Regions from separate parts of the Mus musculus genome. Here region 1 is linked to region 2. A link is a contact called in public promoter capture Hi-C data. All regions are on one chromosome and are shown on one strand. The core of a region is the stretch at or near the end of the contact, and the rest is flanking DNA. Distances in the headings are between cores, read along the strand shown. Region 1 holds the start of Bscl2 (Berardinelli-Seip congenital lipodystrophy 2 (seipin)). Region 2 has its middle 22 kb from the start of Slc22a8.

Evidence for each region. Promoter capture Hi-C pulls out the DNA fragments that hold promoters and counts their contacts.
Region 1: a contact with region 2 is called in a promoter capture Hi-C map of hippocampal neurons, with 5 times the contacts expected there. A contact is called at or near these places in 4 of 39 promoter capture datasets (the 3T3-L1 cell line, embryonic stem cells, hippocampal neurons and 1 more), 6 of 484 Hi-C or Micro-C datasets (CD4 T cells, the G1E-ER4 cell line, the N1E-115 cell line and 1 more) and 3 of 130 datasets of targeted methods (embryonic stem cells, large pre-B cells and stem cell-derived neural progenitor cells).

What each region holds. Positions count from the first base shown.
Region 1 is chr19:8,835,545-8,841,491 of GRCm38.p6, reverse strand. It overlaps Bscl2 (Berardinelli-Seip congenital lipodystrophy 2 (seipin)), which reads right to left and starts at 4,025. Exons shown (of 12, transcript NM_001136064.3): 1 at 3,628-4,025; 2 at 1,708-1,916; 3 at 68-384. The coding sequence starts at 1,782. It overlaps Gng3 (guanine nucleotide binding protein (G protein), gamma 3), which reads left to right and starts at 2,246. Exons shown (of 3, transcript NM_010316.3): 1 at 2,246-2,501; 2 at 2,839-2,938; 3 at 3,221-4,563. The coding sequence starts at 2,840. The coding sequence ends at 3,349.
Region 2 is chr19:8,568,131-8,574,869 of GRCm38.p6, reverse strand. No RefSeq gene overlaps it. Among named protein-coding and RNA genes, the nearest start is that of Slc22a8, 22 kb to the left of the region's middle.

The DNA of each region.
Region 1 (5,947 bases), core at 2,776-5,275, 270 kb before region 2:
ACTCCACAAGTCCCTGAAGTAATTTTCAAGTTAAGATCCATCTACTTGAATGGAGCAGCCTTCTCACCTGTAGTGGAAGTGCACAGGGCTGAGGTGGCTGACCGTCGGCATGTAGGAGTAGTAGAAGGAGCCATAGAGGAACACAGACACCCAAAGCAAAAGAAGGATGGTGCAGAAGAGCACCCCAAACTGCAGCATCAGCCTGCGGGCACGGCCTGCCAAGACGTGGCCCACTTCCTGGGCCCACAGTAAGGCGGGGACTGGTGGGTCATTGACCATGATGGGGACAGCAGGGGGTCTGGCCCCAGCCTCAGGCTTTGAGTTCCTGGCTGGTCTTCCACAGGGACGATACCCTTGGCCATGGGATAGGGCAGCTGAAGGTTCCTGGAGAAAGAGAAGGGAAAAGACAGTTTCTTTTCCAGGGTAGCTGGAGACAAAAAAGCTTATTCAACTGGCTTTGAAAACTAGAGGTAGCAGGGCAAAGCAAAGTCATTGCTTCACATGCGCTTCTCTTCCAATTACTCCTTCACCTCCCTCCACTGAGTGTGCTTCCAGCCTCTTCCTCCAGTTTCGGGAGCCTGGGACAAACCTCCTTGATACATTCACAGAAGTATAACGTACAGAGAACGAGGCCTTTAAATCTCTCTCGAAACCCAGATGACATGGATCCAAAATGCCAGAGGTTTGCAAGGAGGTGAGTGACTTGCCTAAGGTTGCACAGCCGGCCAGTCTGGCTCAAAGCCAGCAGCCTTAGAGCAGTCAAAATTGCCTCCCAAGAGTTTCTTTCCTCTGCCTGGACCTGTGCTCGCTCACGGAGGAAGTGACCCCTACCCCCGCACAGCACCCTGTGGCCGACGCTGCGGCGCCCACCCCTGGGGTAATGCGGTGTACACCAGATCGCCACCGCGGCGAGGCAGACTCACCGGCCTCTCGCTGCCCAGGCAATATACAGAAGGCAGTTCCGGCTGCCGAGGAAGCCCCGCCCAACTGTCAATCGCCTACAGGGGCTGAGCCTTGCATAGAGGGCAGAGCCTGTAAAATGCTTTGCTCCCCAGTGTCTCTGCCCATTACACTTTAGTTAAGTGACCAAAGGACCCATTATAATCTCCAACGCAGTCTGGGACTCCTTGGTCCTCCTTTCCAGGCCTCAACCACAACCCTCTGCCCATACCTTTACCACCTGTCTTTTCAGTGTGATTGAATGGAGGTGTGAAATAAATGCTGATTTTGTTTTGTTTTGTTTTGTTTGTTTGTTTTTTGTAAATTCAGTAGAGTTCCTTGGGCCTGTAGGAGTCCAACTGGAGCTCAGAGAGCCTTGCACCCTGCCAGAATCTGAATCTTGTGTGTTGTGTGCGCAGATGGTGCCGTCCGCTAGTCAAGCGTGGCGGCATTTCAACCCCTTTCAGTCTCCAGTTTTTATGCTGCGTGATTGACCTTCTGTGACCCACGTGATGCAGCCAACCTCAAAATCCCTACAAAAAACCATGAGACTAGATTTCTGATGGTGGCATCGTCTGGATAACGTCCTCCAGGAGGCAAGGCCAATGCACATCTTTTTGAATAGTAGTAATCCACTCAAATTACATGAAAAATTTCCAATCGATTCCCTATTTCCCCAGTGCCAACTCTTGCCACCCTACTCCCCACTCCGAGAAGCCCACCTGTGTTCACAACATTCACACTAACTCTCGTGGCAAGGTGCCTTACCTCGTCTTTGTCTGATCCTTTGATCTGGTCTCTGCATGTCTCTCTTGCCCCAGCTTCTCTTCTTTGATGTATCATTTCTTTAGCTATCTTCCTGATGGGTTACCTCTGGGTCTCCCAGCTCGCGTCACTCACGTGGTAGAAAGTGGTGATCTAGAAGCTGATCACCTGTAGAGTGTTACATTTTCCTAGCTCTGAAGAACGGTGGGTCACTGAAAGAAACCAAGATTCAGGTGCTAAGTGCTGTGTCAGGGTGGGGGTGGGGGTGGGGGAGCAGCAGCCCAGCTGATGTCAGACTTTCAAATGAGCAGGGTCTTCCGCAGTGGGGACAGACTCTAATGCAGGGGCTGTCACAGGCCCAGACCACCCCATTTGAGAGGGGAGCCTGCTTCTGCCTCAGGCCCTTTGGGGAGCTATCTAGTTTAGACTAAGGACTTGTACAATGGCAGGGGCAGGTAGTGAGAGAGCAGCAGTGAGGGTGTGCACAGGGGATGCAAACAGCAGACTGACTCCCCCACTGTCCAGGCAGTTGGTATGCGCCAGAATCAGCAGCTCCTTCTAGCATCCTTCATCCTTCAGGTACCAGCCATCTGGGCAGAACTTAAGCTGTGGAGACTGAGACCACCCCTCCAAGGATCTCGTCTGAGCATCTCTAGTGACCTTCTCTGCATTAACTGTCAGTGCTACGGATATTTTTAGCTCCAAGTCCTGGCAGGGTGGGGCACCTATCTGAGGCAGGGTTTGGTGCCCCCTCCCCACTGACCCTACATCCCTGGCTGCCGCTGCTGTTACTTCAGGTGAGTAGAAAGCAGCTTTTTTTCTCTTCAGGGCTTGAGGGGGGACAGGTGGCTGATGTGATTTCATCAGGGTGGGGCTCTTTCTGACTGAGGCTTTCATTGCTGGTAACATATTTGGCTCAAAGACTTAAAATCCTTAAATCGTTTGTATAATTTGATGACCAGGACCCAGGGGTTAGGAGAATATTTCATTTTATCTTCTCCATTCTCCCTACTTAAAAAAAAAAAAAAAAAAGAAAGAAAAAAAAACCTGGGATGGCCACTGGAGAATGGGGGCACAATCCCAGGTGTGTGGTTGTGAAGAGCTGAGTGTTTCAGCTGACTGTCTTTACTCCAGGATGAAAGGGGAGACCCCCGTTAACAGCACTATGAGTATTGGTCAAGCACGCAAGATGGTGGAACAGCTTAAGATTGAGGCCAGCTTGTGCCGGATAAAGGTGGGTGCGACCCTGGCTCCCATCAGCCCTTCAGGGCTCAGCTGTGGGTTTGCAATACCCTCCCCTCCCCCCTCCCCCCAAGAAAAGATGCTTCTTTTCTTGACACCCTGAGGTCAGTGGCAGAAACTGGGCTTTGTCAGCAAAGTTGTTCCCGAGGACTGGCGTTGGGGGAGAGGGCTGTCTCAAAGGGCACTAGAAACAAAAAGATAGTCTATTGGAGAAGAGAACTGCAGTCCCTTTCAGGAATTCTGGTTAATGTATCCCTTCCTGGCTGGGTTCCAGGTGTCCAAGGCAGCAGCAGACCTGATGACATACTGTGATGCCCACGCTTGTGAGGACCCCCTCATCACTCCTGTGCCCACTTCCGAGAACCCCTTCCGGGAGAAGAAGTTCTTCTGTGCGCTCCTCTGAAGAGCGGTGGACCTCCTCTGAACTCATCGCCCCCTCCCAGACCCGCCCTTAGATTGGAAATTGTAGTAGATCACTTCTACCCGCATTTACCCGGAGATTATTTGAAGCACAAGGCCCTCCTTACCCATGTCTACCCCATCTCCTCACCCTTTCAGGCTAACTCCAAGCACCTTCTACTCTATCTATAAAGGGACCCCGCTAAACTGCCAAAATCCTGCCTGTTTCCCTCGGTGATCCATCCGTTCAGGCAATGGAGAGGGGGATGCCCGGGTGCTCACCTGGAGCTATGAAAGGTAAAGGCATTTGAAGAATAAAGTCATTCAGAGCCTCAGAGGACAACGTCTGTGTTAGCGTTCTTGGGAAAGAGGATCCTTAATCGATACACTTGCCATATCCAGGGAACAGGGCCAGTCGAGCCCGTTAGACATTGTAAGGATTGGAGATCGCAAAGTATAAGGTGCCCGAGCGCCCCCAGTGGGGGGTTGTTAAAACGAGCGCTCAGAAGCCGCGGAGCATTCACACGAGCGCGCAACGTAAGCGGCGAGAACCACACAAGGGCGAGCAGGGTGGGTTTCCGCAGGCCCAGGGACAGCAGCCCCGGGGGGAGGTGGCCCGAGAGGCCGTGGGGCGGGACAGGGCGACTCGGCGCGGCAGCCAATGCCCAAGATGGCGGCTGCCTGTTCGTACCCGCATGGAGGCACGCGCCGAGGGTGCTCTTAAAATGGCGGTCCCCAGCGTTCCCAATAGGGAACGATCCCTTATGCGATCCTCTGGTCTTAAAATGGCTGCCCCTGCCCTCTCAAAGTCAGAGTCAGGTTCTCTGTCCCATAGAATCTGGAACTAGACATGCTTTGGAGACCAATCACGGGGAGTGGGGATGGGGAGACACCTAAAGCAGTCATGGGTTCTTAAGTTCAGTGTGGTGACCAACACTCCGGAGGTGTTGGACACACACAGAGGCAGATGGATCTCTGAGTTCCAAGCCAGCCACGACGACACACAATACACAATGAAATCCTGACTTAAAACAACCAGTCACTAGGACTGGGACCCAAGAAGCCCAGAGTGAGTTTTGCATAAGAATCTCGCCTGAGTAGAGGTTCCCTTTGAGGTGTATGTAATAACACAAATGTGTTAAACAGGCCATCTTGGAGCACCCTGTTCCTTGGTCTCTGTGGGATCTAAATAAGTAATAAATTTGTTTTCTTGTTGAATTGGGGCTTTTTTATTTTCTCCTCAAGGTAACTGAAAACATCACAAGGGTTCAGAATGTCGTCTGACTGGAAACCATGTCTCAAGAATGCCTCCTAGAGTGAGATCCCGGCAAAGGGTTAGGGGATCCAGGCCACCGCCTAGAAGCTTTTTGGTCTGAGTGAACGTACATATATGTTTTGGATCCTGGGCTACATTTAAATGTCCTAGTTGTTTTGTTTTTGTTTTTATTCTTTTTGGTTTTTCGAGACAGGGTTTCTCTGTATAGCCCTGGCTGTCCTGGAACTCACTTTGTAGACCAGGCTGGCCTCAAACTCAGAGATCCGCCTGCCTCTGCCTCCCTGAATGCTGGGATTAAAGGCGTGCGCCACCATGCCCGGCTGTTCTAGTTTTAGGTGACAAATCGTTCTGGGTAGGAAGGTCTAACTATTCCCTGGGTGTCATAACCAAATGGCTGAACAGGTACAGGTGTTTGACTGCAGGCCCAGTGAGTTTCAACCATCAAGGTGGTGGGGGAGAACTCAAGAGTTTTTCTGACTCCACAAGAGTACCCTGCACACTCTCTCTCTAGAGCGCGTGCATGCGCACACACGCAGACTTCAGTATTTTATAACCTTTGCTCCTTCTTTCTTGTGAAAACCCCAGGAAGGATCCTTGTTATAATCCCTGCCTGCTTACAATGTCTAGAATGCAATAGGTGCCTAATACCTAATGAATGTTTTTTTCTATGTGTATATGCTTAAACTGTACACAGGGAGTAGCAAGAGACTAAAAAGACTAATCTCTATCAGCTCAGATGTGGTAAAAAGCCAAAAGTGCTTAAAATGTGTTATTAGGTTAATCCTTGCCCTACCTTATCCTCTAAAATACCCATCTTAGTTTTCTCATGCAATTTGATACCTATTCAAATTAGGAGTGACTATCTGGTTGAGGAGAACCAGGCCTAGCAACTCGTACAGACAAGGTGTAAGCTGTTTCAGAGTAGGGCTAGAAGAGGGTTCTCAAAGGAGTCACATGGTGGCTTACAAACTGACCTTAACTCCACTTCAAGAGGATCCAATGCCCTCTTCCTACTCTGCATGCACCAGACACAAGCATGGTACACACAGATATATGCAGACAAAACATTCATGGGTATAAATCTTAGGAATAGACCATCAGTGGATTGAGACAGGGTCTGAACTCCTGATCCTCCTGCCTCCCAACTCCAAGTGCTCAGATTACATTCATACACCAGTATAAGCTACTGTTGTTTTTGAAACAGGGTCTTGCTCTGTAGGCCAAGTTGATCTGGAATATTCTGGTTTTGAATTCATAGCATTTCTCCTGTCTTGGCCTATCTAGTGTTAGGACAAAGGCATTCGATATCACGTCAGGCTGAACACT
Region 2 (6,739 bases), core at 3,925-6,424:
ATCTATCTATCTATCTATGTCAGATATACAGTTGGCAAAGATTTTCTTCCATTCTGTGGACTGCCTCTTCATTCAGCTGATAGTCTCCTTTGGTCTATAGAAGCCTTCTCATGATACAAGGTTACATTTGTTGTTTGTTGCTTTTATTTTCTGTGCTACTGGAGTTCTATTCAGAAAGTCCTTGCCTGTGCCCACAGGCTAACGTCTGCTTGTTGCTTTTTCCTCTCAGAGCTTCAGAGTTTTAGAACTTATATGGAAGTCTGCTCCATTTGGAGTTCAGGCTTTAAATTATTTTTAGTTTATACATTTAAAATTTTTATGTGTCTGCATGTTTTCCTGCCTGTATGTATATGCACCACAGATGCCTGGTACCCATGAAGGCCAGAAGAGGGAATCAGATTCCCTGGGACTGGAGTTCCAGACTGTTGTGAGCTTCTGTGAGTGTGCTGGGAAGTGAACCTAGGCCCTCTGCAAGAACAGCATTTGCTCTTAACCACTGAGCTGTCTCTGCAGTCCTTTGTGTCAAGTTTTGGGCTGGGTAGAAAGTAAGCATCTAGTTTTATTATCTCACATGGAGATATCCAGCTTTCCCAGTACCATTTGTTGAAGAGGCTGTTTTTCCTCTAATGTGTATTTTTGGCCTATCTGTCAGAAAGCAGGCAGCTGTAGTTGTGTGGACTCCCCTGGGTCCTGTATCTATTCTAGCCTGCTGATTACGTGCTACTTTGATTGCCAGTACTGGTTTGGTTACACAGCTTTATATAACCTGAGATCAGGTATGACGAGCCATCAGCAGTCTTTGTTGTCGTCCAGGATCACTTTGGTCTTTTGAGCTTCCATGTAAGTTCCGAAATTGTGTTTTATGTGTCTGAGAAGAGTGGCCCTGCGACTTTGATTGTGATTTCATTGACTTCTTGGCTTTTGGTAGGTCAGTCATTTTCTCAGTATTGATTGTGCTGATCCATGAGCATCGTAGATCTTTTCACCTTCAAGTGACCTTTTGAATTTCTTTTTCGACCACCTTAAGGCTTCCACCCCCATGGCCTTTGCTTTACTTGGTTAGGCTTTTTCCTAGGTATTTTATTTCATCTCTGTGATTGCTGTGAGTGGAGTTCTTTTCCTGATGCCTTTTACAGCATGTTTGCTGTTGGTGTGCAGGGAGGTAACTGCGTTTTGTGTCCTGCCACTTAACTGATGAGCACCATCAGCTTTGACAGGAAGTACTTTGTCCACTGAGTCTTCTTCAACCAGACAGCCAGGTGTCTGAGAAATGAAATCAGGTTGAGTTACTTCTCTGCTTAAAATCCTCCCTGTCCCACTCCTTCCTTGGCCTTGGTTGCCTCTCCTCTCCCGGCACCTTCTACCACACTTTACCATCAGGCTGTCTCTCCAAGCTCCGCTCTGCCCCCAGGGTTTGGACCTTACAGGTCACTCACTGAGTGTGTTCTCTGGTTCTCTCTGTAGTTCGAGTGAGCGAGCTCAGACATCATGAGTCTTGCCTGAGACATCACTCCTAGTCAGTTCCTTGCTACCTCACCTCCTCATCTTCTCCCTGTTCTGGTTTTCCTTTTTCAGAGTCGTTGTCCTTTGGACTGGCTGGATTTTGTAGAGTACAAAGCAGGAAGTCAGCCCCCAGCTCATCCTGGCATTTTCTCTGTTGCTTCTTCCTTCTTTGAAAACATTTCAGGAGTGCAGCTTTATTACCTCAGGTATTCAAGCAACTTGGAGTCCATCCATTAAAGAGTTCAGTTATTTCAGAGGTGCACACTGATGGCTTTAAAGGTCACAATGATTTTTTTTAATTGCATGTCTTCCAGGATTTATTGAATTTTTGTTGTTTTCCAATTGGCTGATTTTGGCTTTATTATTATTAGCATCTATATTTAAATTTATTTATTTGTGCGTGCATGCATTTGTGTGTGTGTGTGTGTGTGTGTGTGTGTGTGTGTGTGTATGTATGTGTATGTGTGTGCATCCCATTGCACGAATATGGAGGTCAGAGGACAACTTGTGAGAGTCAGTTCTCCCCCTCCACCCTGTGGATGCCAGTAATGAACTCTTATCACCAGGTTTGGCAGCAAGTCCTTTTACTTGCTTGCCAGGTGTCTTCATCATTGTTCTATTGCTGTGAAAAGACGCCACGACCAAGGCAACTGATAAAAGAAAGCAGCTGGGAGTTTGCTTACAGTTTCAGAGGGTGTGCTTATCATCACGGCAGGGAGCATAGCAGCAGGCAGGTATGGCACTGCAGCAGTAGCTGAGAGCTCACATCAGATCCACAAGCACAAGGCAGGGAGTGGCAGGAGGAGGGGGTGGGGGGGAAGAGATGGGAAGTGGAGAGCTTGAGCTAACTAGGAATGGCATGGGCTTTTGTGCCCTCAAAGCCTTCCTCCGAGAAACACTTCCTCCAACAATGCCTTACCTCCTAATTCTTCCCAAAGAGTTCCACCAACTGTGAACAAATATTCAAATTTATGAGCCTATGGCCTATGGGAGCCCATTCTAATTTAAACTCCTACACCAGGCCACCATGGCTGTTTGTTTTGAGACAGGTTCTTACTAGAGACTAGGTTGGCCTTGAACTTAACCCTTCTGCCTTGACTTCCCCAAATCCTGGGATTATAGGCATGCCTTACCACACCCAGCTTTGTTAGCATGCTAGTTTTACAAAATAATGTTTTCACTATGACATTCTCATACATGTCTATAATGTGCTGTGGTCACTCATGTCCTCAGTACCCCTCTCAGGTCCCATCTCCACTTCCCACTGGTTCCCTTCCTCTTCACAAACAGCCTTTCTACTTTCATATTTTTTTTTAGTCTAGTTTCCACGTATGAGAGGAGACATTTGATCTTTGTCTTCCTGAGTTGGGCTTATTTTGGCTAGCTTTCAAGTGCTTCAGCAAAACCCCGGCCAGCCGGCTCTCTGCACCTGCAGTTCCTGCAGCCTCTGTTCTGCCCAGTGCTTCTCAGCCTTCCTGATGCTACGACGGCTTTAATATAGTTCCGCATGTTGTGGTGACCCCCCAACCACAACATTATTTTTGTTGCTCTTTTATATCTGTAACTTTGCTATTGTTATGAATCACAATGTAAGTGTGATGCAGGATCTCTGTTATGCGACCCCCATGAAAGGGTCCTTTGACTCCAAAGAGGTTGTAGCTCACAGGTTGAGAAACACTGTGCTAACCTCATTTTAAAACTATTTTAACAAATTGCATTGAGTCAGGTGTGGTTGTACAGAGGCAGGAGGATCTCTATGAGTTTGAAGCTAGCCTGTTCTACATAGTGAGTTATAGGACTTCAAGTGCCATATAGAGACATTGTCTTAAAAAAAAAATAGACCATGGTGGAGCATGCCTTTAGAGTTTCAGTCTAGTACGCAATGAGACCCTCTCTCTAAAAAAAAAAAAAAAAAAAAAAAAAACCTGACATAGTATTTACACTATATTATATAATTCAAAGGCAATTTAAAGTATATGGGGAGATATGCTGAATGGGGGTCTATGCAAATGTCACTCTAAAGGTTGCACACCCATTTGATATCTGAGGATGTCATGGGGCAACATGCACATGGAGACTGATACACGCATGCATGCGTGCACACACACACACACACACACACACACACACATGCACACACGCACACACACAGCACTTATATCTACATCACTCCCACCCTTCCTCTCCTCCTCCAATTCCTTCCTGTCTGGCTTCTCCTTCACGATCTTTAATGCAATGGTGAGCACTCCAGAGCCTGAACACTGCTAATGTCCATGTCTTAAGCCTAAGTGGTGACTAGATGGGGTATTCATTATACCATTCTTTCAATTTTCCTGTATTTTTGAAAACTTTAAGAAAAAGCTGAGTGAAAACAGAAACCACTCTTGACCAATATCTAAATATTTGTTTCTCCTCCAGCATGTTCCAGCCAGCTTGACAAAGGCCTAGCTTAATCGGGGACAGATTTCCAGGGAGCAGTGGTGCTATGGTTGGTGTGGTTCCTCCCGAGTTCACCTTTGTCCTCTCATGCTCCTGGTCCTCCAGGAAAGGGGAGGGGAAGGCTGTGTGGGGGCAGTCCCAAACCAACTTAAGGAGAGAAAACAGTTTAGTTGTCTCTGTTGAGAAGAAGCCAAAAGCTTTCCCCAGCTCCCTCTTAGAGTAGAGTCTGGTATTTCAGAGACTCACCTGCCTCTTGCTAATGGTTGTAAATCCTTTCAGAAGCAAACTAAGTCCTTCTTCCAGTTTTCCTCCCCTAAAGTGTTTTCACAAGACCTCCTGAAGCATCTCTTTGAAATTTAACCAGCAAGGACTTCAGTGCCCTATGACCCAGTTTCTGCCAGTGTCCTAGCCTAACCTCAGTTGGGCCTTGCTCCAGATTACCTTCCTACCTACTTTTGGTCTTATTCACAGGGAAAAGGGGGTTTTCATCTGAATAAGGGCATTAAACATAGGTGGCCAGTACAATTACCAGACTTGGATAGACTTTCTGTGAAGTCAGGGTTTTCTTTGTTATCTGTCCATCTGTCCATCATCCACCCATCCACCCTTCCATCTACAGTGTTTCGAATGGGGGCACTTTCTGCTTGGCTACAATAAATGGGGAGAGTTTTTTTCTCTTTGCAGTCTCTTGGTAGCTTGCTGAATGTTACATTCTGCTTTAGTAGTTATTTGGGATTTCCCTTCCTTCCACTTTTGCAGGAGGCTTTCTGGGTTGCCAGGAGATTGCCCCTTTAACTTGTATTTCCCCGGTAAGTGGTGTGTGCACCTTCCAGAGATGCATATTTTTGTGTCATCTTTTCTGTAGAAAGAAATGGCATGACGTTTCCTTCAAGACCCGCTAAGGTCCCATGGGCCCCTGTGTCTAATGTGGTCTCCAGGGAAGGGCCGGCCACCCTTCGACCAGCAGGTCAGCCTTCCTCAGAAAGAGATGGGAGGTGTTCCCTCTGGGACAAAAGTTGAGGCGAGGAATTAACAGACTGAGGTTGACTCTCTGGGTAGTTCAGGAGAAGCAAGTAGTTCAAGAGGCTGCATAGCCAGCCAGCCTCACTCCCCTCGTCCCCGCTTCTGCCCAATCTCTGTATCGGTGTGTAGGGTTCAGGGGAGCGCGAGAGAGGACAGCTTCTTGCATTGTACTGGACGCTGAGGAGGGCCAGAGCGCAAATTTTGTGCCCAGCAGCGGCTAGGTGCCCCCCACCTTCACCCCCGCAGCCCCGCCAGACTAGCTCGACAGTGACATCGTGTGGAAGTATGGAATTGTGGCTTCTCTAACTGATTAAATGAACCGAAGGGGTCGCAGCCCTGGGATAGCTGCACCTGGGAAGAAAGTCAGGTGACAACAAATACAGGGAGCTTGATCAGCAGAGTGGAAAAGCTATATGTGTGGGACAAGACTCCTTTGTAAATAGTATTTCCTGAATGTCTGTTACAGTATTACCGATACTGCTAAGGACCCTTCCTTTCAGATGAAGGGCTGTGGTTAGGTTGGGTATGTGAGGGGTGTTGGTTCTTCTGGATATTGCAGGGAGAATCAGTATTTTTTTTTTTTTTTTCTTCCTATTCTTGTTTCGCGTGTTTCTCCTCCCTCTCCCTCTCCCTCTCCCTCTCCCCTCTTTTCCCCTCCTCCTCTCTCCTTCTCCCCTCTCTCCCTTTCCCTATCTCCCTCTCCTTCTCCCTCTTTCTCCCCTTCCCTCCCCTTTCTTTTTTCCTCTCTCCGTATTTTAACTTTCACTACGTAACTCATGCTGTTCTTAAACTGGTGATCCTTTTACCCGGCCTCTCCAGTCCTTGGGGATTATAGACACACAAAAATATTTTTTTTTGTTTTTTTTCTTTTCTTTTCTTTTCTTTTTTTTTTTTTTGTTTGGTTTTTCAAGACAGGGTGGTTTTTCTCTGTGTAGTCCTGGCTGTCCTGGAACTCACTTTGTAGACCAGGCTGGCCTCGAACTCAGAAATCTGCCTGCCTCTGCCTCCCAAGTGCTGGGATTAAAGGTGTGGGTCACCACTGCCTGGCACACACAAAAATTTTTTTTTGTTTTTTTGTTTGTTTGTTTTGTTTTGTTTTGTTTTGTTTTTTTTTGACACAGGGTCTGGCTCACCTGAAACCTGCTATGAGGATTAGGTTGGCCTCACACACATAGAGATCTGCCCACTTCTGCCTCTCTCTCTCCTGTGTAGGCTTGGCTGTCTTGGAAGTTGCTTTCTAGACCAGGCTGGCCTTGAACTTATAGAGATCCGTCTGCCTCTGCCTCTCAAGTGCTGAGACTAAAGGCATGTGCCACTACTGTCTGGCAGTGAGATGTTTTAAAATTATTGAGAATGACCATGGTATGAACTCCATGACAGCTGTGCTTATTATTAAATTATTAAATGTTATATTAAATTTAATATTAAATTAATTAGTATTATTAAATTATTAACGTATGTGCCAGCACATTTCTGTAACACCCCGGAAAGATGTAGCAATGACTTTTTCTGGAAATCTTGTTGGACATTCCATGGGTTTGAGTCCAGAAGGTTCCACTGATCTGAGCATTTACCTCAGGCAGTGAATGGAGACTGGGGGCCAGCTGGTCACATTTAGGTCTGTGTTCTTGGAGGCCTGAGGATGACCCAGCCCCTGGCTAAACTTGTTTTATGATAATTTTTAAATCTTCATTAGGCAGTAATCAGTTTTAAGTTCCAATATGTTAAGCAGAGCATTATTTTTGGCCTGTATGGAGAGACTAAGACAACAATT